Regions from separate parts of the Mus musculus genome. Here region 2 is linked to region 1. Evidence: chromatin contacts called from public Hi-C data. All regions are on one chromosome and are shown on one strand. Each heading gives the region's core, a stretch centred on a gene start, on an enhancer-like site or on the middle of the called end of the contact. The rest is flanking DNA. Distances are from core to core; before and after follow the strand shown.

What was found. Hi-C and Micro-C count contacts between places; a contact is called where the count stands out from the background.
Region 2: a Hi-C map of cerebral cortex shows a contact between it and region 1, with 1.8 times the contacts expected there. The contact joins the promoter of 9430053O09Rik here to the enhancer-like site in region 1. A contact is called at or near these places in 2 of 484 Hi-C or Micro-C datasets (cerebral cortex and nephron progenitors), 4 of 115 datasets of contacts at active chromatin or transcription factors (embryonic forebrain, embryonic stem cells, fibro-adipogenic progenitors and 1 more) and 1 of 9 other capture datasets (embryonic trunk).

Annotation. Positions count from the first base shown.
Region 1 is chr16:77,288,666-77,295,036 of GRCm38.p6, reverse strand. No RefSeq gene overlaps it. Among named protein-coding and RNA genes, the nearest start is that of Gm31258, 11 kb to the left of the region's middle. Within about 2 kb of position 2,351, at least 30 of the 459 cell types and tissues checked have an H3K27ac peak or open chromatin away from gene starts, as enhancers often do. A contact at or near this core is called in cerebral cortex, embryonic forebrain and forebrain, where this site is marked.
Region 2 is chr16:77,414,905-77,421,755 of GRCm38.p6, reverse strand. It overlaps 9430053O09Rik (a long non-coding RNA gene), which reads left to right and starts at 1,374. Exons shown (of 4, transcript XR_003951960.1): 1 at 1,374-1,645. The region is part of intron 2 of Mir99ahg (Mir99a and Mirlet7c-1 host gene (non-protein coding)); the gene reads right to left.

The DNA.
Region 1 (6,371 bases), core at 1,102-3,601:
AGGGGCTCATCCCTGGGGAAGGCAAGCTAAGCTCTCCATCTCTCAGTGAACCACGTGGCCTGCAGTTTCTTGGTTCTTTGGTTTTTTGACCTTCCACATTAGCATATCTGGGAGTATTATACGGTGAGAATAACATTTCAGTTACCTAAATTCTTACAGTTCTTCCAGAAATTAATGTCTATATTAATATACTACAGATACTGAAATGAAAAGTAAAGTAACTTGAATTAGGACTTATCAGGGTAGTATTAATTTAATAGAAAAACATAGACTCTAACTTTATCAAATGTACTGTAATCAAAAGTCTTTTAATGATATAAAACTAGTTCCAAGCCGGACGTGGTGGCACTTGGGAGGCAGAGGCAGGCAGATTTCTGAGTTCTAGGCCAGCCTGGTCTACAAAGTGAGTTCCAGGACAGCCAGGGCTATACAGAGAAACCCTGTCTCAAAAAACAAAAACAACAACAAAACAAAAAACAAAAAAAAAACTAGTTCCTTACAAATAGACTCTTCTGCTCTCTATATAATGCAAAATGTATATATTATAATTTATAAAAACTTTATACCCACAACTAATATCAAGGCTATTTGCACCTTATTTACTTACTTGGCTATTTATTTGGTTAGTATGTATGGATGACAACTCATAAAACTAGCACCCTCCCAAATCACCTGATAATGGTGATTGAAGTAGTTGTTGCAGAAATGGCATTTCATCAGAAATCATGGTAGAAAATACTTACAATCCTTTCAGTTTCTACCAGTACTTTCAGATTTCATCTTTGCAAAGAGAGAAATAACTTGCTGCTCTTGAACCCTTCCCCTGTATCAGTCTATGTGGTACCAAAGCCTAAGTATCGATAGAGAACCCCTGAACCCTCAGAAATGGTAAGACAAAAAAGTCATAGGCTGGAGAGTTTTGCAAGTGGTAAAACCTAAGTCCAGACCCCCAAGACATAAATCCGACAGGTGCAGTAATGGCCATCTCTAGTCCCTGGGCTGCTAATATAAGAAGAGAGGAAGAAACATCAGAATCTCCAGGAGCTTACTGGCCAGCTCTCTTGGCACACATGGTAGCTTCCTGGCTGGAACTTAGACCTAAGCATCAAATGAGGATCCAGAGGTGGGACTCAGACTTCAGCATCAAGTTAGAGTCCAGAGTTGGAATTGAGAACCAAGCATCCAGGAAGGCTCTAGATCTGGAACTCAGCATCAAATGTGACTCCAGAGCCAGGACTAAGATCTATGCATTATGCAAATCTCCATTCAGTTTTAATGACAGGACAAACATGCCAGGCCTGGTGAACAAGAATGTGTTGATTAAAGGCTCTTCTCTTCTTATCTATAGTCACAAAGAATACTTAGGATTCTGGGAACTGTTGCATGAATTATGGCCTACATGGAGTGTGATACAGACAGACAACCATGTTTATGGATGGACACATCCATGCACTGGTAGTTAGCAACAACAACTACACAGGTTTTAAATAGAAAATAAAATGAGATCCTATTCTAATGAAGGTACAAAATGTCTATATTAATGGTAGAAACACAGAAATATTCTTAAGCACTTTGGTAGTGGGCATATGTATCAGAATAATTTTAAAAGAAAAGGAATGCTGGGCGTAGTAAATAAGAACTAACATTGATCCAATTCTTACTGTGTCAGGAACCCAAAATGTTTCTTAAAGAGACCCTCAAGTTATCTCAGTTGGTAGAACGATACGCTGGCATGTCTGAATCCCCACGTTTGGTCATCAAAACCATACAAAGCAGGATATGATGGAATATGCCTGTAAATAAGATCACCCTCTGCCACACAGCCAGTTCACAGTCGGCTGTGGTTACCTGAGGCCCCAAGGAAACAAAAGCTAACAACAAAGAACCTTAATAATCAATATATCTTTTTTGTCTAACAGCAAAAAGGTCAAGGCAGGTCCCGTTAAGATTTCTGTTTTACAGATGAGAAGGTTGAGGCTTGGAAGGAGTCCATGATTTCTCAACAGACTTCAAATACTGACTGCCCAGATTCCAAAGAAATGGTTTTTGATACCATAATGCCAGCTTCTCCCCGCTTCTTGGCTCATCTGCACCATCCTTGCTATGTCTCCTGCCATAAAGATTTCCAATGTTAAGTTTTGGGTCAATCAGGACCTTTATGCTTTCGAGTAAAATCATCCTTCAGAGGCCGATCAATCCAATGTTCATTATGATGGGACTAAGCTATATTTGTACGTGAAATCTAGATTATATAATACCAACTAAACAAAAGCGGGATAATAATGCCAATGAAAGAACTCAAGTCTGGCAGCCCAGACCAGAAAACTGCTCCAAGCTGAGTCAGCTATGCCTTTTTCATGCAAACAAGGATGGAAGGTGCTTATTACCAATGGTGGGCTCTAGCCTGCTTAGCACCTAGAAATGTAGGGTATGCGTCCAAACCCATGCTCTCAGATCTCCTTCCTTTGTCCATTGTATTTTCTCATGCCATAGAAGTAAATAAAGCTTCACTTCTGGAAAGGGTTTAAATGCAGCAATCTCAGTGCAGGCAAATACACAAAATCTCTCCCTCAGCCTGTCACTGTATTTGCCTATTAAGTCTCAGTGGGAGGCCAAACCATAATTGCAGGATAACTGTGCCATACCTAAACAACATTCCAGTAACTTGGGTTCTGACAGCAAGCTACCATAACATTCAAATTCATCTCCCTGAATCCCACGGCCGTGGATCTATTCGAAATGAAACAGACAGCTTCAAAGCCATTGGTAAAAATCGTTGTTGTTTTTCTGTTTTCTTTTTTTCTCCAATAAGATTTGATTTATCCTTAGGGGTTTACTCCTTTAGCCATCCTGGCCTCTGCTGTGGGCAATAGAATGTAGAAACAGTAGACCAGTGACCATTTTCAGTAAGTATATGACGGACAGCTGAGCACACATTAAAAGTATCCTGGCTTTCTCCTAATCCTTTACAGAAAATTCGATTTAAATAGAAACACGTATTATCGCTCAAAAGTACAAATACTGTGCAATGTTTTCCAATGGGTTCCCCCACCCCCCTCAGTTTATTCACAGGGCTGTGGATGCAGGGAAGGTGCGCAATAAAGCTGGCTTTGGTGGGATACAATTGTTTCAATTGCTTGCCTCTGACTTCATTCTTTAATGAACATCTCTGGAATCAGTAATTACTGTGGGAACACATCTTTAGAGCTATTCTCAAAGACCAAAACTGGCAGAGGGTGGTTTTATAAAGTTCACAAAATGAATGCTGCCTTATTGCCATAAACAAAGGGATTTTTTAACAACCAACTTTAAAACACTCAGCGAATTACTGATAAGTGAATGAGAGAATACAGATAAGTCTTTAATTGAGGAGAAAATGAAGGATTAGACTAATAGTGCATTTCAAAAATATGCCTGGATTCAAACTTGGGCCTTCCCTAGTTCAAATAAGCAATTTAAAAGCCCTCTACCCCTTCAAATAAAAAGACTATTTCTTCTGCAACATTTCTGATTAAAACCTCCTAAAATGTGCATTACTAGTGTTCCAGCACAGAATAGATTCTCCAAGTGACAACATTAGCCTTAAAAGTTACACAGCACGTTTCTAATATTATTTTTTAATCTGAGAGATCTTTGTTAGATAAACGTGACTACCAAAGACAGAGTAAAATTACTTTTGATAAAAAATAATATGTATATGTTTTTAAATTTTTATAATATTTTAGAAAGAGACATCACAACTGGCTAAGACCAAAGGATTCTTGGAGAACATTTTTTAATATGCTAGAATTTGGGTTAATATAAGAAAACCATAAACATTATTATTAAAATGTTGAATGAATAGTAAAAAACAAACAAACAAACAAAAAACAGTTTAAAAGAACTGGAGACCTGTGTTCAACTTCTAAGGCAAGTGAATAGCTTTACAGTTTTGCTTTAACTTGGGGATGACTATATTGCACTGATACATCACTAAACATGATCAGAGGTTTACTCTCGTCTATAGAATGCACATCCTTTAGGATCTGAAGACTGTTTCATGTCCTAGGAGATGTGAGCTTCCATAGATGCTCAAGTTTCTTACACAGGACATCAAAGAAAGAAATTGGAAGACACCAGAAGATGGAAAGCCCTCCATGGTCATGGATTAGTAGAAATGATGTTGAAAAATGGCATCCTATCAAAATCAATCTACAGACTCAATACAATCTTTATTACAACTCCTAAGGACTTTTTCATAGAATTTTTAAAAAGTAATCTTAAAATTCACGTGAAGCAAAAAAAAAAAAAAATCAGAATATCAAAAACAATCCTTAAAGATAAACATATAAGCTGCTGGAGGTAACACCATCATTAATTAAAGTTATATGACCAAGCTATAGTCCTAAGGGGAAAAAAATGTTGGCCTAAAAACTGGCTCCCTTAGAGTTCAGTGAGAAAGGGCACACTTAATCCTGTAGAAACATGACGCCCCAAGAAAAGGTGGATTCTGGCACAGGTGATGTGGGAGTGGGGAGATGGGCCAGTGAGCACCCTCTCAGAAGCAAAGGGGAGGAAGAAGGGTGTGAAGAACTCAAGGAGGAGAAACTGGAAGGGGATCAACATTTGGAATGTAAATGAAACAAAATGAATAAAATAAAAAAAAAAAACACACACACACACATATTGGTCCATAGAACAGAACAGAGGACCCAGCTATAAGCTCACACTTTACAGCCACCTGGGTTTTTACAAAGAGTCCCAGATCTCCTATTTTGATTAACCCTCTGTTATTGTGGCACCTGAAACATAGAATGTATGTATGAAAAGGTATCCATGTTGTGTATAACTCAGGTAGTATCTGCTCTAGGCTAGAAACTAGAGCACCCATAACATCCCTGTACTTTTCACATCCAAATGTTTTACTAAACTATCCATACCCTTTTCATGTCACCCCAAGTTAGTGGAGTACCTTGGCATATACTCTGGCTTTGGCTTTGGGGTTCTGTCTTCTTGTGCTTTGTTTTGCTTTGTTTTTCCATTTGAATTTTCCTTTAACATTCTAAAGTTTGGATTACTTCAAAATTCAGCCAAGTAGAATGAGCCAACTATCAGGCACTTCTTAAAAAGCATATCATGGTATCTTTTTTTCTAAAAGTTCTCTTTCAAAAGTCTGACAATGACTCAGGGAGGGAAAGTACTTGATGGACCATCCCAACAATCCAACTTAAGAGCCAGACACTGTAGTATGCATGTCTGTAATCTCAGAGCACCTGCCTCTATGAGGATATGGAAGGTGGAAACAGGAGAATATATAGACCTTCATGGATCAGACAGGCCTAGTTTAAACAGCAACAAAAACAGCATCTTGCAAAAATAAATAAATAAATAAAACAATTTTTAAAAGGTAAAGGATAACCCCAAAGGTTTGATCCCTATAAGTATGTGGTGGCTCCTGCATTTATTATCTTTACACATAAATGAGCACACATATCTACACACACACACACACACACACACACACACACACACACACACACACACACCTCAAAACACAAAAAGTATTTTAATAATTTTTCAGGTAATAATATAATTTTATAATTTTCACTTTCACTTTCCTTCCTCCAAGATCTCCCATGTATCCATCCCCGTTTGCTTTCCGTCAAACTCATGGCCATTTTTCCTTCGATTATTGCTACATGCATATGTATGTATGTACGTATATAATTATATATTGTAGTTATTCTCGGTTGTCCACTGGATTAAATCTGGAACTAAAAGCCACAGGGGAGGACATACTTGTGAGGATTTTTAGGTAATTCAAAGTAGGAAAATTCACGTCTAATCCAGACCTTTTAGGTAGGAAGACATACCTTCGGTCTAGATCTTTTGAACTGGGAAACACGTGCCTTTAACCCAGAGCTAATGCCGGCCACACCTTCTGCTGGATGCCTCTATCAGGATGTGGAAGAGGGAAAATTTTGCTCCTTGCCTGTTTACCTTCACCTTGCGACCAAGTGCATCATTTCACTGAGTTTATAGCCTACATCTTTGGTATTCTGTATATGATTCCAGGAATAAACCATCTGGTATTGGATAACCTATTGGAAATTAATTTTCTTTTTCTGAGCTTGTCAAATAGTTTCGTAAATAGGCACTTGCTAGCAAGTCCGATGACCTCAGTTTGGTTCTCAGGAACTGGTAGAAGCAGGGATCCTCTGATCTCCACACATACACAGACACAGGCACATGAGGTCCCCTTCCCCATACAGAAAGTGAAAAAATGCAAAGGAAACTTTAATTTTTACTTTTAGAATTTAAAATTTTTCACTACTGAAACAAGAATATTGTTTTGGAAACAACCTTAGAAAGTGATATAAGTCATATGATTT
Region 2 (6,851 bases), core at 125-2,624, 130 kb before region 1:
TGCTGCAGGTCATTGGTCTAGACTGTTTGCACGGTCCAGAGAGCAGCCTTGATGTAACCCTTGCTCCGTCTGAGCCACACCACCAGCCGTGCAGCTGCAGACTGGAGGGGGACATTGGAGATCTGTATTTGAAAAGAAGTCTGTCTGATTTTGCCATTGTGCCTTTTCACTCATCGATCGAATGAATATCGAACCTTCTGTCGTTGCATGTGTGAAATAGATAGCTTAGCCAGCACTTTTGTGCCCAACCTGTGCTGTGGGCCAAAAGGTTTTCATTTTAGTCTCAAGTTGGTTTTTTTTTTTTTCTCCTTCTTTCTTTCTTCATACTTGATGAATTTTGTGTTGGCTTAAATTATTCGTATGCCTTTATCCAGCTGTTCTGGAGACTGCCTGGGATACTGTACAAGCAGGGATTTTTGTTTTGCTGTGAAAACGGAACTTTTTTTTCTCCTGTCCTCTGTTTTCCTTTGTAGCTGTCTTAAGGTCTTTTTTGTAGCTTTGTAGGTAGAAGTGTGCTAACTTTTACTACACCCTATAAAGCCGAGCATCTAAGTTATCCTTTTACGGGGACGACTTGATGGTGTCTGTTATTTAACAGGCTTAAATCCAGAAAGGTGAACTTGAGCCTCTCAAGGTGATTTCAGTGAATTTATAAGAGTAAGTAAACCGGATAAACACATTGATTTTTAAACTGAATGACAGTGTCTGCTAAACTCTATCTGAAAGGAATGTGTTTTCTTTGCTTTCTCTCCTTCTTTAAACATCAGCAAAAATATTAATTGGAAGTGTTGAAATATACTTAAAAGCACATAACTTATTTTGTGCTTAGGAAAGTACAAATGACAAATAAAATCATTATGATTTAATATATTGAAGTAAATATTACTGATAATATCTGTCTCCGGGCACGATTTAACTAAAAAAGTAACTAGAAGGTTTTTGCATTTCAATTTTTAAATATAACTAAAATTTCCTTGCTGCTCACCAGCAGCTGATGTTAATGAGACTTATGGCACCTGCTCATTCCCGAATGCCCAATTTCACCGTGTCCTTGTGAAACTGGGTAGCTTGAGGATGTCTTGGGTGCATCTCCCCAGCATGGTGATTTGAAAGCACTGTCTGTCTGTGACTGTCATCAGGAGTGGTTTGGTTGGATTTGAAGAAACGAGTACTTCATACTTAAAGGCATACATATTTTCTCTAATTGCCAAAGGCAAGGGGGAGGTCCAGGGCAGAATAAAAAAGGTTATTGTGACAGATGAAATATAATTCACAATGAGCATTCTTTTCATCTAGGCTGAAGTACCACAGGATTACTTACAAGTTGAATTTTGTGGCAGAACGTATAAACTCATATTAAAAGAAGCTAGAAAGAAAAGCAGCAAGCCTGTTACTCTCTGGCCCCGGAAGTGTTTATTTTGAATATGTCTGTCTTGGGATTGTGTTCTGTTTCTCCTAACATAAAGATACACTGGCGAGAAGAGGGACTAGGCAGCAAGGGTGGAAAGGAAGAAACCTAAAAGCAATCAAAGCTGCTTCTTCCCTCTACCAATGAAGAAAGAGGAGTTAGATGGATTTTTATTCTCTTTGGGATGCACATGCAACAATCATATTTTTCAGCACACGTTTATTTTTGGCTGCAAAAGTAGGTAACTATTATTTTATAAACTTACTATACCTTAGATAATATTTTTCCTTCCTTTAAAGTTCCTAGGGTCAAATGATTTACGAGGGTGTTTTTGTTTTTTTCTGTTCTGTTTTGTTTTGTTTGTTTAGATTCTGGTTAGCATTCTGTGAGGGTTGAACACAGGTACATGTTTGACCAGATATTTTGTTTCCTTTAGCTTCTTTGTTCTAGCTTAAATGAAAATAGTTTCATTTGACCTCTGTACATTTTATTTCTAGATGCAAAAAAAAAAAATGCTTTCCTTTCTATTTGTACAAAGGTCAGTTTTTAAATTAACTGAAAAGCAAACCATGTACTTTATAAATATTCAGGCACCATAAAAAAAAAACTCGGAATATAAACCCATCTGCAATTAATTTTTAAGCAGTGAGTCTGGGTTTATCTATTCCTGGAAATCACATGCTTTGTATTTTCCATTCTTTTTCTAAGTTAACCGAAGTAACTGCCCTGTGTTAAGGGAAAGCTACGAGGTTCTGCCTGCTAGTCATCTTCTGCTGGAAACCAGGCTGCCCTCTCTCTCTTAAGCTCTGATGGACTATCTCTTGTTTTACAGTTACCCATAGCATGCATGTGTGTATATGACTGTGTATGAGTGTGAGTTTGTGCATGCTTCTTAATTGAGGTCTTTTCAATTTACCAGATAAATTTCTTATTGTAAACCCTGCAGTGAATAATTCAAATGCAGTGAGTTTACTTACATGTTGTCTGAGTGAAGGGAGCAAAGGCATACATGCCCTCACATGTAGCTGTTCTATATTTCTTTCCTTACTGCACAATAGTGTTGTTATTTTGATAAATAAAACATGCAGCTCACATTGACTACAAAGGCTTTGTTCCTCTGTGCCGACGTTTTAGCAAAAAACTTTAGTATATTTTCATGCCATATCAATAAGCAATAAGTCTCTTTGGTCTTGATATTTGATACTTTACAGATGTTTACTATGGCTTCCAATATCTGATTTCCCTTTTGCCTTGTGATTTGTCACTTACGATTAAAACATATGATTACTGTGCTACTGCAGAAAAACTAAGCAGTCATACAATTACCACCCATGGGTTGACTAAAACAACCACCTTCTACTGACATTCTTACACAGATAATGAATTAATATGTATGTTGAAGAAATGTTTTTAATGTCTATCTTTAAATGTTCTTATTAGTATAAATAAATAAAAAGAAAACAGGGTAAGCTTACCCAGGGGAAACCTACATACAGTTGCATCTGCCTTGTTATCTATAACATCACATATACTCAGAGATTTGTGTTCCTTCATGTCCCTCCTAGAAATAGAGGAACAGCCTCTGCACAAACCTTTGAATTTGGTAAAATACTGTTTCTTCCATTACTTGCTGGTGAGTGCGTTTTATATCATTTCTCAGCTATAGTTTTGCAATTTGCCATTACAAAATGTGAATGAGTGAGGCACCCTTTAAAGGAAACAAGTAAGAATGAAAGAAAATTCTCTTTAAAAAGATGAAGTAGGAGCAGTTATTTCATTGATGGGGTTCACAGCATACAGTTCTAGAAGAACCTTTTCTTTTACTCCTGGCTAGAGATAGTATCAAACACAGCATGTTCAGTATCATATACAAAAGGAACATCCATTCGCTCCTAGTGAGTATTGTAAAATGCAGGGTAAAGACAATATGTACCCGCAGATATTTTCATTTTATTATTACATGGCAGCTTTTTAAAATGACATGATCATATTGGAATTTACATCTCCTTAGTGTTTTCTTTAATTATCCTGATTTTATAATTAACATTAAGCATAATGCTAAAAATTAATAAGCATAGAGCTCTCTGTGTTTTTTTTCACAAGTAATATTTGCAGAGTTAACATCTATTCTATCTAAGAATTCATCTGCAGTGTTTCAAGGCAGGACATTTCTCACTCTGCCTGTCTTCTTCCCCTCTCTCCCTTTCTCTCTCTGGAAAAACATTTTTCCATAAACTTCTGCACCAATAGCTAGGGAAGACTCTCCAGCAGTCAGAGTTCAGTAAGCTCCTTGTGAACAGAGGGGGTGGGGGTGGGGAAACCCTGCAGACTTTGATTTTGTAAGACAAGTTGGCTAGGAGTCAAAATTGCCACATGTGGTGTGAAAAAATGCCACCCTGGTGTGAACAAAAGGTTTAAAATGGAGTCAAGAAGCAAGCAGGCTCCGTGTCTAAGCTTTTCCTGGGAATTGTCTGCCACAACCTGCAGGGTAATCGAGTGGGCTGGGAAGAATAGAAAGAGCTTGAAGCTCCGACTCAGAAACACCAGGAGTCAAATGTGTCCCTTGGTTTTTGTTTTTTGGGGTTTGTTTGTTTGTTTGTTTTTTTTTTTTTTTTTTTGGTTTGGTTTTATCTCTTTGTCGTTTCCAACTTTTATGTGTTGCATTTTGTTTTTATTTTGTTTTGTTTTGTCTCATTTAGGCATCATTACACTAAAGTGTTTTACCCAAACATAAAACAAATCCAAAGGAGTCACAGAATGTGTGAGAAACAACTGCTCCTTACAGAGGGATTGTTGGGGTTGGGTTTTTGTTGTTGTTGTTGTTGTTGTTGTTTGTAAGTTCTTTTAATCTTCCATTCCTCCATTCATAACAAAAACATGTTTTCAAATTAAACTCTTTGTTTTGTTTCCTGAAGTTTTATTATAGAAGGGTATGTAGGACACAGGCTTTCAAAGTCCAAACTGATAGCATATATATATACATATACACATATATGTGTGTGTGTGTGTGTGGTATGTGTGTAATATTTGTGTGTGTTTATCTTCTAAATTATCAAGAAAAGATGAAAGAAAGATACTGCGCGTGTTATTACAAACAAATATTTCATTATTCAGTAAAGAAGTCAATGATTCTAGATCCAGCAGGAATGCTTCTTCATAAAAACCACGAACACGATGGTGAAAACACAGTGATGCTGTGTGTTTCCTAGTATTTCATGTTGTACTTCACCAACAAAATATCTTAGTCATAAAAATAGTCAATAAATCCAAAGTTTAAAAATGTCATAGGCTTAAATCACTAAAATAGCATTCAAACTTACAGATACTAAGGTAGATACTACTGTTTCAAAATTCATGCTAATATTTTAGTATATTCATAAAGACTCTAGTTTAGGAATGCCAGTTACATGAGAAATTATGCAAAGGTTTTAAGCAAAGAAATACTTCTTGGGTGACTATGATCTAATTGATACAAAAATGGTAACCAGAGAAATCATTAAAAACTATTTTAAAAATTTAAACTTCAAACCGTCTTCATTACATGTGCATGTTGTCTTTCCTAAGATTTGGGTCTAAATCCAGCAAGTCACACTGGTTATGAATGTAGGTCAAGACAGGAATGCTTTTCTATTTACTCTTTGTGAGCCTGGGTAGAAATCAATCTATTACTTTCATTACAACCACACAATCAATTCCATTTAAAGCGTAATACAACAGCCAAGTCCAAGGACAATATGGATCCTTGGGAAAATCTCATACCATTTAGAAGGCTGCACTTGATACAGCTCTCAATAAATTATTTTCTTTCTAATTAACATACATGCTCACTCTAAGAAAGCATGCCTAAAATGACATAAAATATCAGCTCTCACAAAAACTTAAAAGTAGATTTATCATTGAAGTCTCAGTAAAAGGAGAACCATCCCCTTGAAACAGTACGAACCGAGGACAGAATTCTCTTTCTGTATTCACTCTTATATCAGGAGAATATGATTTTACATTAAATAGAATGTATAAAGGAACATTTAAACACACCCCAAAAAACCTACCTAGAAATTAACAAAGGAAATCTTAGAGCAAATACTGCTTCATGCTGTTATCAAAATTGGCTTTATTCTGAGTATTCAGTTCTTCCCTCAAAAGTATGAATATTGCTGCATCTGTGAGCTGTGTTTATGTGCAAATCATCTCAGCAAACAAAAGAAACACACCCACTGTGCCTTTCATTTACACAAAACAGAAGCGTCATGTCAAATGACTCTAAAATATGAAAATTAGTGTCAACTTCACAAGTAAATTATTGAAGTACAAAATAAACAACAGTGTACCAACCTAATAATTGAATACACAAAAAACTCCTTTTGTTACTTGGTTTCAGAAAGATGTATAACTAACAAAGTAAGCATATATACATACACACACATATATATATATATATATGTGTATGTGTGTGTGTGTGTGTGTGTGTTTGTGTGTGTGTATCTATCTATCTATCTATCCATCTATCTATCTAGTGTGTGTGTATGGTATAACATACAGTATAAATACAGATATAAAATATGTACACATGTATATGCAATATATATAATACCATATATATGGCATATAAAGTAATGTTTTGATATGTGAATATACTACTTGATGACTAAAGTTAGTTAATTTATTCATTACCTTGCATACTTATCATGTCCTGTGGTAACCACATTCATCACGCAGAGCCTCAGCAATTTTCAAACCTATGCCACCTCATGATTACCTATAGTCACCATGCTTTAGTACAATGCTCATGGATATGCTATCCTGATACTGTTTCCCTTGGACCAGCTTCTCCCATCATCCCACACCCTTATTTTATAAATGGACATATCTTCTTATTTTCACATTAGCTAATTCAGCTAGCATTGTGTCTTCGATTTCCTCAAATGTTTGTCAAATAATTTCAAATCTATTTAAACTGATATCTTACCCAGATTCAATGTTAGAAATATATTTGCTATTTTAAAAAAATTTTTATTAGACATTTTCTTTATCTAGATTTCAAATGTTTCAATGTTCCCTTTCCTGGTTTCCCCTCCAAAAACCCCATCCCCCATCCCCCCGCCACATCTCCCCTCCCCCTCCTCACCAACCCACCCACCCCCACTTCCCTGTCCTGGCATTAATTTTTTTTTTATTACATGGTATTCACCTTTTCTGTATAAGAAGGATAATATACATGTACAACAAACTCTTTGGAAAGACTTTCCTGAAAACTGAGAGTATTGAGAATTATCTGTACAACAAAATATAATTCTTTATGTTGTTTCAAAATTTCATCATTTCTTCAAAATATTTGGAGGCTTTCACTCAGTCACCATTCAGAAATGCTTTTGCTCAAACTATTATTAAGGAAACCTTTCTCTTGCAAAAAGGTAACTGATTTTTTTTTCTTCAAGTGTAGCTT